Regions from separate parts of the Sus scrofa genome. Here regions 2, 3 and 4 are each linked to region 1. Evidence: chromatin contacts called from public HiChIP or PLAC-seq data. All regions are on one chromosome and are shown on one strand. Each heading gives the region's core, a stretch centred on a gene start, on an enhancer-like site or on the middle of the called end of the contact. The rest is flanking DNA. Distances are from core to core; before and after follow the strand shown.

Evidence for each region. HiChIP or PLAC-seq counts read pairs in DNA pulled down with a chosen protein or histone mark.
Region 2: an H3K27ac HiChIP or PLAC-seq map of skeletal muscle shows a contact between it and region 1, with 5 times the contacts expected there. The contact joins two enhancer-like sites. A contact is called at or near these places in 1 of 5 promoter capture datasets (liver), 10 of 47 Hi-C or Micro-C datasets (alveolar macrophages, blood, brain and 7 more) and 1 of 2 datasets of contacts at active chromatin or transcription factors (skeletal muscle).
Region 3: a contact with region 1 is called in an H3K27ac HiChIP or PLAC-seq map of skeletal muscle. The contact joins two enhancer-like sites. A contact is called at or near these places in 9 of 47 Hi-C or Micro-C datasets (blood, embryonic fibroblasts, fetal heart ventricle and 5 more) and 1 of 2 datasets of contacts at active chromatin or transcription factors (skeletal muscle).
Region 4: an H3K27ac HiChIP or PLAC-seq map of skeletal muscle shows a contact between it and region 1. The contact joins two enhancer-like sites. A contact is called at or near these places in 5 of 47 Hi-C or Micro-C datasets (liver and skeletal muscle) and 1 of 2 datasets of contacts at active chromatin or transcription factors (skeletal muscle).

Annotation. Positions count from the first base shown.
Region 1 is chr1:111,037,342-111,040,864 of Sscrofa11.1, reverse strand. The region is part of intron 1 of RORA (nuclear receptor ROR-alpha); the gene reads right to left. Among named protein-coding and RNA genes, the nearest start is that of RORA, 320 kb to the right of the region's middle. Within about 2 kb of position 1,819, at least 6 of the 83 cell types and tissues checked have an H3K27ac peak or open chromatin away from gene starts, as enhancers often do. A contact at or near this core is called in skeletal muscle, where this site is marked.
Region 2 is chr1:111,393,884-111,397,406 of Sscrofa11.1, reverse strand. The region is part of intron 2 of RORA (nuclear receptor ROR-alpha); the gene reads right to left. Among named protein-coding and RNA genes, the nearest start is that of ICE2, 94 kb to the left of the region's middle. Within about 2 kb of position 1,561, at least 3 of the 83 cell types and tissues checked have an H3K27ac peak or open chromatin away from gene starts, as enhancers often do. A contact at or near this core is called in skeletal muscle, where this site is marked.
Region 3 is chr1:111,358,350-111,361,872 of Sscrofa11.1, reverse strand. The region is part of intron 2 of RORA (nuclear receptor ROR-alpha); the gene reads right to left. Among named protein-coding and RNA genes, the nearest start is that of ICE2, 130 kb to the left of the region's middle. Within about 2 kb of position 1,897, at least 1 of the 83 cell types and tissues checked has an H3K27ac peak or open chromatin away from gene starts, as enhancers often do. A contact at or near this core is called in skeletal muscle, where this site is marked.
Region 4 is chr1:111,315,001-111,318,523 of Sscrofa11.1, reverse strand. All of the region lies in intron 2 of RORA (nuclear receptor ROR-alpha), which reads right to left. Among named protein-coding and RNA genes, the nearest start is that of ICE2, 170 kb to the left of the region's middle. Within about 2 kb of position 1,808, at least 15 of the 83 cell types and tissues checked have an H3K27ac peak or open chromatin away from gene starts, as enhancers often do. A contact at or near this core is called in skeletal muscle, where this site is marked.

The DNA.
Region 1 (3,523 bases), core at 570-3,069:
AATCCCCTTCTGCCACTTACTAGCTATGTGGCCAAGCCCAAGATATTTAGCTTCTTGAAGCTTTGGTTTCTTCTTTTATAAAACAGAGATAATAATGGATTCCAGACAAATACGCTGTGAAAGGAATGAAATAAAGCTCTGTTTGGTCTATTGCATGATGAACGCTCTGTCCATGAAGGGATTGAGGGGTGTCTTTCTCTGATTAATCCATTCTTTCATTCACCATGATGTCACATCTAAAACTGAGTGAAAGGAGAAAAAGGGTGGGAATTGCGGGAGGGAGGAGCCAGGGAAGAAAGGCAGTTTTGCCTACTTGATGTTTTTCCCAGGGCTGTCCCTGTCTGTGTGTGTGTGTGTGTGTGTGTGTGTGTGTGTGTGTGTGTGTGTGTCTGTGTGTGTGTGTTGTTTGACTGATTGGGTCAATTACACAAGATCTAGCTAGATATTCAGATGCCCTCAGATGTGTCTGTGTTGTGTAATTTTCCTGGCCTTGTAAAGGAACAGATCTGACTGGTCAGGGATTTTACTGGAGGCATCTACGCTGAGATTTACAGTTGATGAGAAACAAGGGCAGGTTCCTTGACATTCTATGGCCAATGTGCCTGCAATCTGAAACCTCAGGATGATACTTTCTGTGCTATTTAGCTGGTATTTTCTAGGTACAATAATTAAACAGAGACCAATCGCCAAACTCAAGTGAAAGCAGTCGATGAGAAAGTCAGTCTCCAATTCCTTCTGCTCCTAAAGATGCCAACTGTGAGTAATTCCTGTCACCTCCATCTTAATACATAGCTTCCTATCCGTCTGACCCTTGCAAACATCATTTAAATCACTTGGAGGATTTTTTTTAAAGTCTCAATGCCCAGGCTATACCTAATACAACTAATCAGAAATGCTGAGGGTGGGCTCCAGGCATCAGAATGTTTTAAAGCCTCCCAGATGATTCAAATGTGTGACTATGTCTCAGCACAAAGAGTTTAGAGGGACGGATCTGGGTAGAGACTAAGAGTTAAGTCCATGGGACGCCCTGATCTATACCATCCATTCAAGGGCTTCATCAGCTCACGCTGATGTTCTGTTTAAGCTCACACTGTTTACTGCAACGAGAATACTTCTCAATCGACACGCTCTTTAATAAAGTCTAATTTGGGCCATTTCCACATTGTTAGTGTTGACAGGGAAAGTCCCCACTGAATTGATGATGGGAGGGGTTGGTGCTTGAAAAATCAAGCCTTGAAGTATTAAGCCGGCTTCCGGAGCCCAAAAACCAACGGAAGAGCTGCTTCAACGACTTCTAGATGCTGCCACCTGGTGGGGCCTGCGCCCAACTCGATCACCGCTCCTCATTCTTGGAATCCCGGCCCCTCCCCCAAAGAGGGGTAATTTAGGAAAATGTCATGCATTTTCAATCCAATTTTCTGGGCCCTTCCACATTGATCAGACTTCCTTCTCCCCCCACCCACCCCCAATTTGGTTAATATAATTGTTGCTTTCACATGGTGAAGCCATTTTAGGTAATAGCTTTGTTTGTTACTATGGTTACAAGTTAGCAGTACTTTGGACTATAAATCTATCATTTGCAAAAGGCAGCTTTCTTTTTGTCAAGGTGCAGTCCTCACGTGTGTTGAAAAGCAAGCTGAGTAGCAGCATTCATCTGCTGCCTTAAGGAAAGTGGCCTTTCTTGGCCAGATTCTATTTGAAAGTCCTCTGAGTCTCGCGTTAGACACTCCTAGGAAATTCCTGGATGCTGTCCCACTTTCTCCCTCAGGGGATGTTCCTGCCTGAGCCGGGCACCCAGAAGAAGAGCTCGCTGGGAGAAAGTAGGAAAAGTGGCTGTGCGGCAGCTCTGGCTGCCAGACCAAAGCCCTCCTGTGACACAGCTGGAGTGGTTACTAGACTGTTGGCTTTTGGCCGATGTATTTCTCAGCTAAAGGCAAGGGTTGAGAACATAATCTCTCAGGAGTTAAATTTCTTTGGGTGTAATCTCTTCCTCTCATGCATCTGAAGTATAGCCCCTTATTTCCTCATGGAAATGAGAGTTATAATCCCCCTTTAGAAAAAAATAGCCCAAGTTCAGAGCTGGGTTCAACGTGCCACCCTCAAGTGACAAAGCGTGACCAGCATGACTGTGTCTCTGCTTTGACCATGCTTCACACCCAGCTGAACCAGACCCAGCCCTCAGAGGGCAGAAGCTGAACGGCCTGAGAAGTGGGGTTTTCCTCCTGGCCCTGGTCAAGGATAACCTTGGAGATGGCCGAGGGTTTACTGCACCCTCCATGTGCCTAACCCCAACTAATCCTCACAACAAGCCTAGGGGGTGTGTGCCCCCAGCATCCGACATCACTCTCATTTTACCCAGGAGGAAACCGAGGCTCAGAGGGATTAAGCACCATCCTCAAATCACACAACACGTCAAGGGCTAAGCCCAGACTCATCCTCTTTGGAAGCCAAATTCTGCTTTCATTCTAAGAAGTACTTGCTGCCAACTCCACAGAGACTCACTTTCCAGATTCAAAGAGGAGGGACCAGGAGAACAGAAAGAACAGGGCCCATCAAGGTCTCCACGGAGGCCTTCATCAAGCCAGGCAGAACAAACTCCATCTTCCCTCTTCAGGAGAAAGTTACTGCCTGGGTAGCTCACTGGTGAATTTCCAATGGCTACTCATTAGCTAGCCCTGTCATTTAAAATGATTGTCACAGGGAAGGAACATATTTATGCCACTCACATGGCAGGATAATTTGCAGTTATATAATTTCATGGTAATTATCATCGGAATTGCCAGGTAGAAACTAGGCACTTTGGAGGTGTATGTTCACCAACAACTGGCTACCCTGGAATTCCCCATTAGTGACATGTGAAGTTGAGGCCTTGTAAGAGAGGTCATAAATTATGAGGGACTTCACCTTTGCATTGCAATTGAAAAGGCAGGAACCTCAGAGATACCAGGAATATTTTTCTCATCTTCTTCTGGCAGGCGACGATGCAGTTGTGCAGGTTTATCCTGTTTGTGGGCATGACTGGGGTGCCCTGGTGATAGGGAGGGGGCAGAAAGAGATGTGTGAGCTTTAGGGTGCAAGCGCTGAGCCATTCCAGGCTCGCCTCTAAGCCAGGGCACAGGAGGGAAATACCAACCTGTGAAGCAGTGAGTGATGAAACTCAGAGAACCTTTGCTTGGGCTGACGGCGCAGAGGCATCATGGGGCTGAATTACTGCCTGAATGGTCATGTGCTGTATGGGACCAGGGGATATAAGTTGGAGAAAGGACACCAGGAGAGGAGATGGTGGATTCTACATATTAGGGATGCTATGAAAGGCATGCGGCTCATACAACATGTACTGGGCATGCACCACCCTACCCCTCTCCTCTCCCACCTAAAACAAAAATAATCCCAGGTCTGGTTTTCTGGGCAGCAGTGTCCTCCTTGCCCATTCCTCTGCATCCCCTTCAGCTGACACCTCTGAGGCTGCTCTTATTGTTTGTAAGAGGGAGGCATGGGGAAGAGAAACCCACCCAACGTGACA
Region 2 (3,523 bases), core at 312-2,811, 360 kb before region 1:
TAGATTTTCACAATACTCAGCAGGAAGGGACGCTGTTTTGCTGGCTTCTCTGACAGTCTGAATTCATTGGGAGGGTACATGTGAATTGGTTTCCTGTGTTTTTCTGTGTTTTCAAGCCTGGGTCTTCTCTGTGCTGTTACTCTTAGCTGGAATTAATTTTTGTCCCTTTTCTAGGAAAATATAAATAATTACGCAGTCAGTCTTTTGGATAAAAATGTATGGCTTCATTACCAAAGAGTTAAATAGATCTAACACATCACTTACAGCACTCTCTGATATAATAACATTCCATGTAAACTCTCTGCAGTACTTGAAGATGAAGCATGAAAAGTGAAAAAAACAAGCAAACAACAACAACAACAAAACCCTAGAAGTAAGGAGATTGATTCTAGTCCTTACCCTGCCACTAGCTTAACCTGGGCAGGGTATTTCATCTCCCAACTACCTCCTATGCAAAGTAAACAGATTGGACCAGATGACTTCTAAAGTTTCTATGTGTCGAATAGTCTATAAAATGACCAACTAGCTAAGGGACTCTGGTTTACAGCTATGACACCTTTCACCATCCAAATTCTGCTCCCAGCTGAGTTTTCAACATTCACTCATCAGAACACTGTGCCAACTCATAAACTGACCTCGTCATTTTTCTGGTTAAAATGTCATAATCCACGCCAATGCGCAGAGTGTGAGGGTGCATGATGTAAATAGAATAAATGCCCCAACTTGAACATACCAGAGGTCATAAATGCCAGGACTCATAAATGCCAGGTGTGCAGGGAAGCCTCACCTCTAAGTTCCATGCAGGAGGTTTCATAGGTCTGCAGAAAAGATGCTAGATGTGCCCTCCTCTGTTCCTCAACAACCGTAAAATGACACAGCAAGGCTGAATAGCCTTCAATGCAGAAAGCAGCTCAGTAGAAACTGGATATAATGGCGACTCACTGGTTGGAGAAGAGGTGGCCCTGTACTTCACAGGCCTCTTCTAGGGCAAGGAGGGGAGAATGACTTGGAAATTTGCATGGCCAGGGGAACCCCCCACCTGGCCCAGCACCTGAGTCACAAAAGGAGCGTGATACCTCATATTGCCATAGTCTACTGGAGCCTTCCCAAACTCTTGGCTATTTTGAGCATATCCAACCACTAGAAATGCAGGAGTCCAAATCACAGGGCGTGATAAGCCATGGCTACTCCAGACAGCTGGACTGCCCTGCCTTTGTCATGTATAGCCAGACCAAAAGAGTGGCATTTATGGCATACTTCCTCCCACTGCCTTTTTTTTTTTTAAATCTATAGATAATACCAATAATAAAACTACATCATGAAGCACTCAGTGACAGGCCCAGCACCTTACACATATGATCTCATTTAGTCCTCAAAACAGCCCACCAAGGGGATGCCATTATTGTCCTCATTGATGGTGAGAGAGGTAAGGATCTATCCCATGGTAAGGGCGTCAGATCACTTTTCTTCTGGATAAATCTGCCAAGTGCCAAGTCTTGATCTTGAACACAGGAGGGGGAAACAACCCGCGAGGCAGCTGGCAATGCTATTTACTTCTTCACAGTTTGGGCCTAAGTCCTGACGAACACATATTAAATTACTAAGCGTATCTTTAAATAAATGTGTGCTACAGCTTCTCAAATTCAAAAACAATCTCCCATGTCATAATTACACTGGCTGTGACACGAGCCTCGCCGAGAGTGGATTTTTATTTTAACAAGCTTGAGTAGGTGCACGAGTGTGGGCTGAGCTTTTTGCTCGCTAGTCAATACTTGAAAGCTGGCTGCAACCTTTAATTGAAGCATGCGCCTGTAGCACCAACAGGGCTACAGGGTTTCTAGTATCAAAGACACGCTCCTCCATCCTTTCATGGCCTTACTTCTGTAAGCAGCATGATTGAACTGCGGCACCACAGAAACTTGTTTTTCCTCCTCCTGGCAGCGCAAGCCAAAACACTACTGCCCCATTCATCTCAACAACATCATAATGAAGTCCTGGAATCAATTTATAACAAGCAAAGTGCACGAATCCATTGAAGGAGTCTGCTGGCGGATGCCTTTCATATATCTCTGCACAGCCCATGAGAGGCAAAGTGTCCACGCAGAAATCCAAATCATACCAGAGAAGGGTCTTTTGCTACATCCAGAAATCTTCCCCCACCCCCCATTCCCTGAAAAGATTAAGGGAGAAGGAAGATACTGAGAACATCTAATTGTTGCTGGTGATTCCACGTGCCTTAAAAATGTGGGGCGATCTGCCCGAGTGGCTTACCATCGCCTTCGTTACAAAGAACAACTTCTTTAGAAGGAAACGGGAGCTTTTCAAGGTCTGAACCCCATTGACCTCCTATAGCTGCCTCATTTCCTACAGTCCCTACAGGCAACAGGGAACTGCTTGCCACCCCCAAACTTGTCTCTCTCCCTGTCTAACCTCTAGAGAATTTTCACAAGCACTATCCTTGGATGGAAATACCTGCCTTTGCGTCAAAGCTCAGCTAAGCCTTTGCCCCGCCCAGGAAGCTGTGCCTAACCCCTGAGTCTGATTAGGGCTCCTCCTGTGTGCTCCCAACATACACCCATCACTCCAATCTGGCATTTAAATGGGGTCATGATTTTATTTCTGTCTCGGGTCTTCAGTGGCCTGTGAACTCCTTGAAGGCATGGATTATCTCTTTCTTCCCTCTGCGTCTAGCCCTTCGTATAGTCACTGCCACACAGCAGATGCTCTATAAATAGGTGTTCATATTTGCCTATGTCCCGCTCCACCAGAGTTCTGAAGGAGCCTGCAAACCCCAGTTTGTACCCAGTTTGAGTCTGGAACAATGTATCTTTTGAAGACTTCCATGGGGCAGTGCTGTTGGGTCAGAGTAGCAAGGAAATTAGAAACATGGGCTTGGGGGTGAGGCAGGCTTGGCCTCCAGGGGCATCTCTGCAGTCATGGGCAGGATGCTCTACCTTGGAGGCAGGTGAGAGGCTCACATGCACGTGAAACTCGGGAATCTGCTTCCCCGCGCTTGGCACAGAGGAAGCACTTTAAAGATGGCAGCTTTAGTTAGCATCTGGACTACTGTTTACAGTGGCAGGGCTTGGATCATGCAGAATTTGAAGCCTCTTAGATCACTGATGAGAAATATCCGCCAAGGGGCCCCTTCCATCAGCCCCTATGGGACCAGATCACATAACTGATGTCTTTGGGGCACCTGCAAAGGCCCGGGTTAGAAGGCCACTGTTCATCCAGCGAGATAAGGTTGGAGGAAGTCATTGCCCTGACTTGTGCTGTGTTTACATGATGTGTCCCATGCCTGCGTGAGCACAATGAGGCTGGTGTTGTTCACAATGCTTGTTCAGTGCCCACTCCGGGCCAAGCACCTGTTGCTGGTGAGACACTGCAGAAAGCACCTTTCATGTGTTGCCTCCTACTTTCCCAAACTTGTACAAGGCCAATATCATGAATATGTTTAAACTTTACAATTGATAAAACGGAGGAGTAGAGAGTTTATGGGACGTGCCGAAGACCCTTCAGC
Region 3 (3,523 bases), core at 648-3,147, 320 kb before region 1:
GGAACAAATGAATGAATTAAAGAGTTTCTAATTATGAGCTACAAATTCCTCCATCAACAAAATAATCCCATAGGGAAGTGGCAATGTACTTGGAATTCATATCTATGAAGAGTTCTATTTTCAGCTCCTTTATAATTTTTTTTATCATTTATGCTCAACTTAGTCGTTCTTGATTTTTTTTAACCCAGAGTGTGAAAAGCACAGAAGTCTTTTCCAAAACATGAAAGACAAGCAGCGTTCTTAGAAAGTTTCATCTGTATGTAGCTCATGCATGATAATTATTTTTAAGTCTCAGTTAATCACCAGATATTTTCTGAGAACAGACTGTGGGTGAGGTGCTATGGGAGATATTTGAAAAATAAAGTTAAAAACATCTTACTCTTGCGTATGCACAAAAATTGTCATTAAGGTGAGTAGAAAGTGTGTGGGTTCCAGCAGATCCACAGGTGAGGCAAATGTTTACCTAAGTGACACTAAATTAGAACTGCCATCAAAGTAGTAGAAATACTTGCTGTCACACTTTTCATAATCAGAGACTTCTATTCGAAAACACTATGAAATGGAACATGGAAGAAAACAAAACAGAAAAAAAGATCCACAAAGATAACACCCAAATTCCAACAACAAAAGTTCATACTTGTGCTTTTAAAAAAAAACCCTCAGGCATTCACTCAGGGGCTATTTACTATTATGTAAGACACAGTTCTGACAACCTTGATATCTGATTTTCCAGTATACAGAATATAATTTTTAAAAAAAGCATAGCAGAAAGGAGCAGAGAGTTCTGCTCATAGGAGCAAAGAGGAACAATAAATACTAAAGGAAGAGATAAAAAATGATAAGAGTTAGACATAAGAACTCAAAAAGTATAGCAGCATGGGACTATTGAGCGTAGGGGCAAACAATAAGCCACACCTGCAGAGTCTCCGAGGACATCCTATATTACAGCATACTGTACACACCATTATAATTAGTGTTTATAATGACTTTGAAACATTAAGAATGGATTAGCCCATGAACTCTAAGAAGACGGGAACTTACATAGTACATTTTGAAAGGTCTCCTCCAACCCGGAATAAAGTGAAGTAATTTAGACCTTTGGACAGACATACTCCAGAAAATTAATTTACATGGAACATCACATTTTCTAATAATGTCTGTGAATATGGCACGGGTATATATACTTCAAATAATAACCCCAATTACTTAAGACCTTATAATCAGGGTCTAGGTTATTCCAGCTCTAGTAAGTATACTCTGAAGCCGGCTGGAAAAATAAAGAGCTTTCCATAGTAGGAATAACTGTTATATATACTGGTATTTCATTCAATTCTATTATTAGCCAAATATCAATAAAATAAAAAATGTTCAAATACCCTCCTCTATTTTTAAAGTGACAATGTTTTTGTAAATGTTTACTTGAATTACGGGTGCTTAGGGCTGAGGTTGAAATGTGTATCATTATACAAAGATACTTGCTATTTATATAATAGCAAAGGCTATTTATATAATCATGTTTAACCTGCTGGAATTTTGGAGAAGGAAAAGTTAATAAGTTCGATGGGGGGAAAAAAGGAAAGAAAAACATAGGCACAGCTTGGCATTGTTTTCATTCAGGGCAGGTGAAGTGATAGGTTTTTAAAAGTAGGCTTTAAACATGCACCCACATGACACCAACACCCTTCTTCATGGCTGCAACAATTCTTTTTCAAAACTGCAAACCTGTTTCCAGGGCAGCTGCAAAACATCCGTGAACACTAGTTAATTTATTGGAGTCATGGAAACTGCTGCCTCTACACCTGCCAGCTAGATCCATATTGTGCAGACTCTACAATGCAAGAGCCGAAGGTCCCGTGATGAATTCTCTCCGCTCCCGGCTAGAAGGAGGAAAGGGAAGCCACTGCGTAGAACTACTTGGACCACACTTTTGGATTTCTACCGCTTCCACGCCACATACTGTCCAGTCTTCAGAACAATACTTTTTGCATTAAAATCGGCATGACCACCTCTAAATTGGTATTAAATTTATTATCTTCATCACTATTATTACATAGTTATTCTTGTTAATGAGAACAGAGTTTAAAGACTGCCGTTTGACACTTACCAATGCCCGGGCAGACAGCAGGCAGGGTCATTATCCCTATTCACAGATGGGCTAAATGGAGCTTGGAGAGGTTTTCCAGCTTAGCTGGGAATAGTGAGAAAGCGAAGCTGGGTCTTCAGCTGGGGTTTCCAACCCTCGGTCTAGGGCTGGATAAATGTTGCCACATGCTAGATATTGAAAATTGATTTCCTGTTCTTTAGGAATCTATATTCTGAGGAAGTCAGATTGGCAAGTATAAGAAAATTTTCCACAGGCGGATTTCTGAAAGTGAAACATGAGGCTATCTTACATTTTTTCAGAAGACTTTTGTCGCTAATTATATCTTACTTTCAGTTCACACTTTTTTTTTTTTTAGGGCCACACCCTGGCATGTGGAGGTTCCCAGGCTAGGGGTCGAATCAGAGCTGTAGCCACCGGCCTACGGCCACAGCCACAGCAACTCGGGATCTGAGCTGTGTCTGTGACCTACCCCACAGCTCACGGCAACGCCACATCCTTAACCCATTGATTGAGGCCAGGGATGGAACCTGTGTCCTCATGGATGCTAGTCAGATTCATTTCTGCTGAGCCACGATGGGAACTCTGTCAGTTCACACATTTTTATGTTATCTATTCATTCCTGCCACAAGAGAGAATTTACATGGCTCTTCGACAATATGCCTCCAGTAAATCACCAATTAGATGTTAATCATTGGACCTCATGACAATCTACAGAAAACTAGCTTGTTCAGTGAATGTTATAAACCAAGCCCAGTCGTATAACAGTTGTTCCACAGTTTCTGGTCCTTCCAGAGTGATAGAGATGCACAGAGTGCTAGTAAGACGCCCCAGCGCCTATCATGACATGGGTCTCAAATGCTCAGAGTAGTATATTTTGAAGTCACGTCTCTTCTTTTTTTCTGGATCTCTTTTTCCTTAATTTAAACTTTTTTTGGCATCTTTTCATATTTTATCCATTCAGGTTGGGGGGGGGTCTAGGCAGGCTATATCACATGTGTTTTCCAACAGCAAAAGGGAGTAACTCCTGGCATTAATTCCAATACTCCTTCCACATTTAAGGGGTACTCATTTGGCATGTCTGTGCCCCCTTCCCCTGCATAACTTTGCTCTTACCAGTGTTTGCTTGGTATAAAATACTTAGTTTATCAAAACACCACAATAGGTTATGTTACCTTTAAACATGATATTATCTGGGCTTTGGAAAAATTTAATTCAGCAAAATAGCATGTAATATTTATGGCAAGGATTTTAGATAGAACAAGAATGTGGTGGTTCGGAGTTCCCATTGTGGCTCACTGGGTTAAGAACCCAACATAGTGTCCATGAGGATGCAAGTTTGATCCCTGGCTTTGCTCATTGGGTTAAGGACCTGGCCTTGCCTCAAGCTGCTGTGTAGGTTACAGCTGTGACTCAGATCTG
Region 4 (3,523 bases), core at 559-3,058, 280 kb before region 1:
CTGTTATAGGAAAATTCCACATGCTATGGGTTAAACACAGAAACAGGCTAATCACAATACATGACAGCAAATGTAGCATGTTCTGAGATGTGCAAATATGTTGAAGCATGTCTACTATGAAATAGTCTTAAATCTGAAAACCAGTCCTTTTGCAAGGTGCACTTATTCTTATACCTCACCGAGGGTTCTGTTTCAAAAAAATTACTTTTATACACTCAGAAAATGGGAGACAAAAGACACTCTGGAAACATCCTTTTGGCTCTAAGCACCCCCTCTCTTTTTTGGGGAGAAAGGAAGCTTTCAGTGATTCCGTATATCTTATAGTCAATATATGGAGGATGGAAAGCAGTGCTAGAGTTAATTCTAACACTTAAATATCTAGCTATTAAAGGAGCTTGAATGAACTGTTAGCTCCAAAAGAGAGGCTTCTCAATCTATATCCCACTCTGAGGTCAACTCTCAACACAGGTGCACTTGGCCATGAAGCGCTCATAATCTCAGAAACAGACACTGCTGCCACATTCAAGTTGCCATGACTCTGAACATTGTATAACATTCTGCTCCAAGCCAGGGTCGTAACTCTTGCGGCTGTTCAGATGAGAGCCCTTCTTGGTACCACTTTGGCACACACCCACTGGCTACAGTAATGTAGCAGGTGAAGGACTTAAGTGTCACTCAGTTGGTTTCCAGTTGCTTCCAGGAAAAAAAAAAATCATGGCATATAAGATTCTCGCGTCTGACACTGGGCAAACTTCCCGTGTATTTGCAGGCCACAGATAGGAGATTTGGCTATTGCTGTCATGGCCTTATGCTGTCTCCCATACTTTGAGGGACCCTGTGACACCCAGAAACCCTGGGGACACTAACAGTTTGGATAAAAGGTATAGAAAAAGCCTCTACATGTATCTGAAAACTCTGCCAAGCACCTCAGTCCTGACATACGCCATTCATGAGCTCTTCCAACTTCAGAACATTCTGTCTCAGGAGCTGTAAATTAGCTTGACATCAGATTCTGGTTTTACGGTGTTGCTACACATCTACCAGAAAGGAGGCCAAAAGGAAGGACCAGCCTCCATCCCTGTTTTCTGCAAGGGGTCCCCCTGCTTTGTCCCTGGGTGTTTTCTCCAGGTACTGTTCTTGGGCTGCCCGTCTAACATGGACTGGGCAGTTGGGGCCCTGAGGTTCCACGGTTAATAAAATAAAAAAGAATAATGCTAATTACCAGTAGTTTCCTCAAAAATCAAGAGAACAGCAAACTCACCTTAAGTTGGCCTTTGTGTCTCTGGCAACTGAAAGGTCAAAATGCTATTTTGTCACTTTTGCATAGTCATTTACGTTGATATTTTCCCCTTGTGGGCTCAAATCTTCAACGTGAAAACAAATCTAGAAACTTTCTGTTCACACGCTTTTAGGTGTGTGCCCCAAATGACAAAGGAGGGAAGCACGAGTCATGGTAACTGGCCACATCCTTTATCTGTTGGGACCTGAGAGTTAGCAGAACTTTATCTTTATGATGAAATGGCCTTTAGAAGTGGGTATTGCAGAGTTCAGAGTGCAAGCATCATTACTGAGAAAAAGCACTTTCCTTTCAAACAGAGAAACCAACAGCCATGCACGACAAGGCCCGAAAAAAAAAAAGTTGAGCAACCACAAAACAAACAAATATTCAGCTGGGTTTCAGGAAGTTTGGAGAGGATCAAACAAGACTGTCTCTATTGAAGTTGTTCGAGAACATTTGTGCTTACTTCAGCCTCAGTTCCTATTTATGCTGCTGGCTTTTATACACCGACCTCAGGAGGGCATTCCAACTTCAGGTTACTCACAGATTATCTTCAGAACAGGAGGCCCGAACATCTCACACCCAGCATGGGGGAGGGGAAGCACTCACATTTGAATTTGTTTCCAAACCACTGCTCTGTCCTTGAGGCCAAGAGATCTCAAAAACTGGAGACAGAAATTCCACAGGGAGAGGGAGAGAAAGCTTTCCCGTGGTGTGAACAGGCCCATGATGAGAAAGCCTCCTCTCGTACAATGCGAGAGGCTATTTGTGGAACCTGAGGGAAGGTTTCCACTCAGAAGGGGCTTGTCATTTTCTGCTGGTCCCTGGGGAGGAGGATAGGGTACAGCTGAATTTTTCAGCCAGCAATCTTCCAGAATGAGAGAGGGACAACAGCAACCCATCACAAACAAAATTGTTGCTTTATAAACCTATTGCTTTTCAGTTCTCAGTTCTTCACGCTCATAACAATGTTTTGGGTGGTGCTTCTATTCCCATTTGACAAATTAGAAAACTGAGGCTTGGAGATTAGGCCCAAAGTTACACAACAAATACACAGAAAAGCTAAGATGCACACTAGGGTCTTTCTGTCACTAATGCCTGAAGCCTTTCCAACATCTCACATTAACTCCTAACTACGTCCTTCCTAACAAAGCATATTATTATTATTGGCCAGAAGAAAGAGAAACTTCTGGAGAAGAATAGGAAAGGAATTTTGATCAGGGAGTGGGCATAAGGCAGAGGGGAATGTTGACAGTTTGGTCGTTGTTACTCTGCCCCCATATTTTCAAGGAAATACACAGAGGTCTCGTCTTAAAAATCTCCATGTTGGGTGTTCCTGTTGTGGTGCAGTGGAAACTAATCTGACTGGTATCCATGAGGTGGCAAGTTCGATCCCTGGCCTTGCTCAGTGGGTTAAAGGTCAGGCATTGCTGTGAGCTTTGGTGTAGGTTGCAGACACGGCTCGGATCTGGCATTGCTGTGGCTGCGGCATAGGCTGGCAGCTACAGCTCTGATTGGACCCCTAGCCTGGGAACCTCCATATGCCGCATGTGCAGCTCTAAAAACCAAAACTAAAACAAACAAACAAATAAACAAAAAAACAAAAAAACCCCTCCATGTTGGAATTAGGTGGGAAAGTGTAATTCTCATTCTGAATATGGTGCAAGTTCACATCAGAGAAGCAAGAGATGAGAAAGCTACTGTCGCCCCAAGAGTCAAGTCTGAACGATGCACACCCCAGAATCGCCTAAATATCAATGCTGTTTGCCTCTGCAGAAGAGCTCAGGAAGGTTTATCCTTATGTCAGCAAGAACAGGTCTTCCACACATTGCACATGCCTTGCTACGCGAAGAGCCACTTGGCTTCCTTTGGACCTTAGAAAGTCTTCCTGTCTACGTTGAAAAACTTCCCTTTTTGGCATTATGAAGGAATATACTTTGCTAATACAAAGTATGCAACCTTTGTACGGTACAAAATTGATGTGTATGCCCTACCTCGCCTTCCTTCCCCGTAACATCAATACTCTCAAGAACACGAGAAGGCTTCCACCCCAGAAGGCCCCCCCTCCCTTCAATCTTTTTTAAAGTTGGTACAACATGTCCATCAAGTCCACTATCCCTTCCAGAATTTCGAATGGCCATTTCAGCCACCTAAATCTGAAAGAGATAAATTTACAATCCACTTTAGGTTTATGTGGGGAACCATAAATATCAGGCTTGAGCCCCTAAGGCTAGAATTTCATGG